Regions from separate parts of the Mus musculus genome. Here region 2 is linked to region 1. A link is a contact called in public Hi-C data. All regions are on one chromosome and are shown on one strand. Each heading gives the region's core, a stretch centred on a gene start, on an enhancer-like site or on the middle of the called end of the contact. The rest is flanking DNA. Distances are from core to core; before and after follow the strand shown.

Evidence for each region. Hi-C and Micro-C count contacts between places; a contact is called where the count stands out from the background.
Region 2: a contact with region 1 is called in a Hi-C map of rod photoreceptor, with 4 times the contacts expected there. The contact joins two enhancer-like sites. A contact is called at or near these places in 2 of 484 Hi-C or Micro-C datasets (myocytes and rod photoreceptor) and 1 of 115 datasets of contacts at active chromatin or transcription factors (embryonic basal ganglia).

Annotation. Positions count from the first base shown.
Region 1 is chr9:47,681,688-47,684,320 of GRCm38.p6, forward strand. All of the region lies in intron 1 of Cadm1 (cell adhesion molecule 1), which reads left to right. Among named protein-coding and RNA genes, the nearest start is that of Gm10677, 140 kb to the right of the region's middle. Within about 2 kb of position 1,349, at least 10 of the 459 cell types and tissues checked have an H3K27ac peak or open chromatin away from gene starts, as enhancers often do. A contact at or near this core is called in rod photoreceptor, where this site is marked.
Region 2 is chr9:48,244,377-48,247,009 of GRCm38.p6, forward strand. It overlaps a transcript of Nxpe4 not described here. Among named protein-coding and RNA genes, the nearest start is that of Gm51672, 38 kb to the right of the region's middle. Within about 2 kb of position 1,350, at least 5 of the 459 cell types and tissues checked have an H3K27ac peak or open chromatin away from gene starts, as enhancers often do. A contact at or near this core is called in rod photoreceptor, where this site is marked.

The DNA of each region.
Region 1 (2,633 bases), core at 99-2,598:
CCTCATGCTGCTCCAGTCTCATCTCAGCTGTGACTTGGGGATGATGCCAAGCATCTCTTTCATACCTAGGTTGCCATGGTTATGTCTGGTAAACAATAGCCCACAGTGGTCAGTGCTGCAAAATTCTATGGATCCGCTCTCATCACCACTACTGTCCCTTCCATTTTCTTAGAAACACACATTCCTTGAGTAGGGAAGAGAAAGAAATCTACTTTGTTCATTCTCATTTTTTTTCCATTCCTGGAGATTAGATGGATTCTGGGAAAAGAAGACGTTTCTGTCTTTATCCCGTACCCTGTGTAATCTGGCCAATTGAATAAAAATGTCATTGTAGTTGTGTTATGGCTTGTTTCCGAAGGCTGGTCCATGTAAGTGGTTCATCCGGAAATGCATGCTTCTGCATTGAGAGCACTGCATTGAGACAGGGTTGCTTCTTAGGGGAGAGCACTGCGTTTGTATGAGACGGGGGTCCCCAAGAACCCTTTGCTGAGACAGTCAGGTGAGCTGGCCACTCAATTCCTTTTTTGTAGATTTACACGATTTTTGGACATTTTGGTTGTGGCGACTTGGGAGCGTTTAATCTGTTTTTATTAGGTCATTTTCTAGACTCTTACGACAGTGGCCTTTTCAGCAGGACACACACACGATTTGTTATTGTAGTTATGGGGAATTGCTGATGTAAAGCATTCTGTGACTTCAGGGAATATTAATAAGCCTCTTAAAATACTTGTTCAATTAGATCCCCTGACCTCCTGTCCAGAGGTTGAGCTGTCATTAACCGAGAGAAATCTTTCCCCAGTTGAAGTGGTAGTGGAGGAAACCATTGTCTTTCTCCTCATTTTTCGCTAGCTTGTTTTCCACACTTTTTCTGGACCAGTGGGGGAACATGGTGCCCTATGTTAGACCGCCAAAGGCCCATCTCGACTCTGGACAGTAACTAGAGTTGCTTAGGTTTTGTATTACTATTGTGCCTACTTTTTATTAAAACAAACAAACAAAAAAAACCAAACAACCATTTGCTGTATCCACAGGTTGGAAAGATAATTTGTTTCACTTGTGTGGAGAATTGCTTCTTTCTGCCTCAAGCAGCAGGGTCAGGGGTGCATAGTTTGTTTGCATAAAGTAGGAAGTGTTTTCCTAAACTCGCAGAGAGAGGGATCTGGGGACTGTAATTGCCCACTGGCCTGTCACCAAGGCTGGGCCCTAAGATCAGCTTGTCTTGGACTGAAAGGCTAGGTTTTGAAAATGACACCACATCTGTACTGGGGGGGGGGGGGCCAAGTGGCCACGGCAGTCTCGGGTTTATGTCGGCTCCTCATGCCAATCTGTTGTGAAATTCTCTTGCTGTCAGATTTGTAGTTTCTCTCTCCGAGAGTAGGTCATCTGATTTGGAGCATGAAGGTACTGAGCCTCCTAAGTCTCTGTGACAGAAAGATACCGATGGAGAAGGAGCGAAGCCAGAGACCAGAGACCAGAGGAGCTGGCAGGAAATTGCAAACATGGTGGAATTTCCAGAGCTTTCCATTTTGTGAAGTCATGGATAATTTAAAAAGTACTGGCTTTTACTTTTGTTTGTTTCTGTGCTGCAGCCACGTCTATCTGCCAACCTTTCTAAAATGTCATGATGTAATTATTTTAACAGGCACTGTATGCTCCTTTATTTGGGGGATATTAACCTTTCTAAACAAAAGGAATGTTAATATACACTGGAGACACAACTAATGGGATTTCATTTTTCTTGTTAGGCAAGAAGCTTGATTTTTTTTTTTTTTAACTTCTTGTAAAAGAATTCGGCGAGTGAAATAATTGCCTTAAGCTAATCCATGGTAGCGATTTTTAAACGTGACTTTCCAGATCACTTTTATATGGCTTAGAAAGAATAATGTGATTTTCTTGTTTTTGTTTGCTTTAGCTAAACACTATTGAAAAATGATATAAATTCAATGACTTGAAAACAAAGGAAATGCTAATTTCTAATGTGCTGAGTTCTTTTAAGGCATGAAATATAGTGTTTAATTCATTGTTTACTTTTATATAGATTTAGTTAATTTTTTGAAAGTATGGGACACAGAATAAATTAGCTAGCTCACTCTTTTCTGAATCACGGTGCCTTTCTGTTTGATGGTTGCATGCATTTGACCTGAATGTGCTGTTGTATATAAAGCCCAACAGCCATAGCCTCTTGACAGGGTGGCCAGATGCATGCAGAATTCTCGGGGCTCCTCTGTCCCCATGGCTGTCTTCTGCCCTCTTTCTCTACCCTTCTCCTCCCCCCGCCCCATCTCTTATGATACATAGCCACTGAAGCACTTTATCTGGACTTCATGACTCTTGGTCAGTAACACTCATTTGCCATGGTATATATATAAGGCAACAAAATCCTCTAAAATTAATCATCAGGCTTGCAGCTTTGACCTTATTACCATGAGTGGCCTGCACGTAGTTCTGTAGACACCTGCAAACTGAACACACACAGAATCTGTAGTCCCAGGCTGATGGCCCTACCCAAAACAGTGAAGTCAGGAGGAGAGGGAGGAGGAGGCCGTGCCATCGAACCTCCATCATCCTCTATGTCAGGCACTTGAACTGCGTTCCCTTTAAGCAAGCCAGATGACACAAGGTTTTGCGATTTT
Region 2 (2,633 bases), core at 100-2,599, 560 kb after region 1:
TGTAGCCTGGGGGATGATGTGCTGGGCAGGCTCTTCATACAGCAGGCTATGTGAAGCTGTGCAGGCAGGGGGCTGGGCATGAAGGGTAGAGGGCAGTGGGGCAGTGGGGCTCTTGGAATAATAGGGCATGCTAGAAAGTAGGCTTTGTGCATTTTTTTTCCTGAATTCTTCTCTGATTTTATTTAGTTGCTTCTCTGAAGTACAGAATGGCAGGAATTTAAGCATTCTCCTTTGAGCTGGGGATGGTGATGCAGACCTGTAATTCCAGCACTTGGGAGGTAGAAAGAAGAGGATCAGGAATTCAAAGTCATCCGTGGCTATCCAGCGAACTTGAGGCCAGCCTGGACTATGTAAGATTCTGTATCATAAGAAACATAGATTTGGGATATGTCTCAGTTGGAACTCCTTGCTGTGCACATATAAGGATGTGAATTCAATTCCCAGAACTCAAATAAAAACAGTGGGGGACCTCATTGAGGCCCTGTAACCCCAGCCGTGGGGAAGTGGAGGCAGGGGGTCTCTGGGCTTGCCAGCTTCACGAGTTCCAGATTCATCCAGAGCTCCTATCCCAAAAACTGAGGTAGAGAGCAAGTGAAGAAGACATCTACCACTCATCTCTGGTTTCTCCACACAAATCCATGCATATGTGCAACACACACACACACACACACACACACACACACACACACACACACACCTAAATGAATTTGAAAATAGCAGTCAAAAGAGTCTCCTTTAAACACATATCATTTTAGCATATTAGATAGGTGACTTAGCAATCTGGTTCGACATGTCCGATGACACCTGGGACATTTTATTAATATTCAGATTAATGAAGACATGGTGCTTTATGCTTCCTTACTGGTCTATGGCTACTGCTAATACAAATGTTGCATCAAGGAGTGAAACCCAGACCCTGACCTGATCTGCTGGGGTGCTGGGGAAATCTACCGTAAGTGAAGGGCTGGGGTGGGGTGTAGGAGATTCTGTACTGAGATTGCAGTCTCTGCCTCCAGCTCTTCTCCACAGTTTCCTCATCCCCATGCCTGAAATGCACTGCTGATGACCTTGTCCGTTTTAGCTTCTAGACAGAAACCCAACCTGCTGCCAGGAGGATCTGTGTCAGGAAACAAGTAGTAGACATTTGGATATGGCAAAGCACAGCACAGACTTAGGACTGACAAGACCTTGTAGAGGGGGTCCACACCCCCTAGCTAAGTATTCTCCAGCTCACAGATCCCCCCTCTCCTACACTTCCAGCCAGCCCCACCTTCAGTTTTCTGTGCAGAGGGAAGGGCTTTGGCAGCCTGCCAGTAGAACAGGTGTCCTCCCCCTCCCCCATCCACCTATTAGTATAATAATCTTCTGCCCCAGTGTCTCTGAGCGATTAGGGCACATCTCATGCTCTCTCCTCTCTATCAAGAGGAGGCCAAGAAATCTACCTCACCTGGGAAGTGCAATAATTGCTTAATGGTGTCCTGCCTAGAGTGTGATATTTATATTATAAGATGGGGATTTAAGTCTAAAAATAAAGGGAGTTGTCAGAGCTGAGGATTATTGATAACAAGTATAAATGACAGTACTGACAGCTAACATGAAGAGATCTGATTGTGTCCGGGCTTCCAAGCTGGAAGGGAGGTAAAATTAAGAATTAGGTCACTGACATTCCCCATTCAAGGAGAGAGGAAGGCATCCTCCCAGCTCGTGGCTCACCCTTTTGGCCTTCACATAAAGACAGCTGCATGTTGGAAGCATCCTGTAAGTACAGATGCACCAGGCACAGAGGGATGAAACTACTAATAGAATTAACACCTTACAGAGCCGCTGCCAGGCCAATGCAATCAAAGAATAGAGGAAATAAAAGTAACTTGTTAGCCAGGTGCAGGGCTACACGCCTTTGATCTCCACTCGGGAGACAGAGGCATGAGGAACGCTGTGAGTTCAAGGCCACCCTGTCTACATAGTGAGTTTCAGGACAACTAGTGCCACATAGTGAGACTGTCTAAAAAAAGTTACGAGTTATTTTCCACAGACCACCCATGCCCAATCAGAACAATAAAAGCTGGGTTGTCAGTGTGATGTCTGTAGCATCCTAGGGAACAGTAGTTCAAATCTAGAAGGTTGGCAGTGGCTAGTCTTTTTCTACATTCTGTATCAACCATCCTCATGATCTCTGGGCCTCAGTTTCCTCATCTTCAAATGGAGGGGGTTGGACAAGAAGACGTCTGAGGTAGCCTCCAATTTTAACATTCTGAGGCCCAGTTGTTCCACAGAGGTGCAATTCCACTGGTCTTCATTAAGGCAGAAGCAGCATCCGACCCCTGGAGTGTCCAAGTCACCATTTTGAGCATCAGTGGCCTTTGTCCGAAAAAAAAAAAAAGGCCTGATTAGTCGACCACAGGACAACAGAGGTTGACTGTCATGGCTTTCTTCTTCACCCACCCCCACCCCCACCCCTGCACTTCTCTCCTTAGGGTGTTAAATAAGACTGGTCAGTTTTGCTTTCTTTTTTTTTCTTTTCTGCTTTTTATCTCCACCTCCAGCAGAGATTTGGGTTTTTTCATTTACTCTCACTGCGGGTTTCAATCTTCCCCACTCCCAAAACAATACCCTCTATCCCATCACACAAAGTA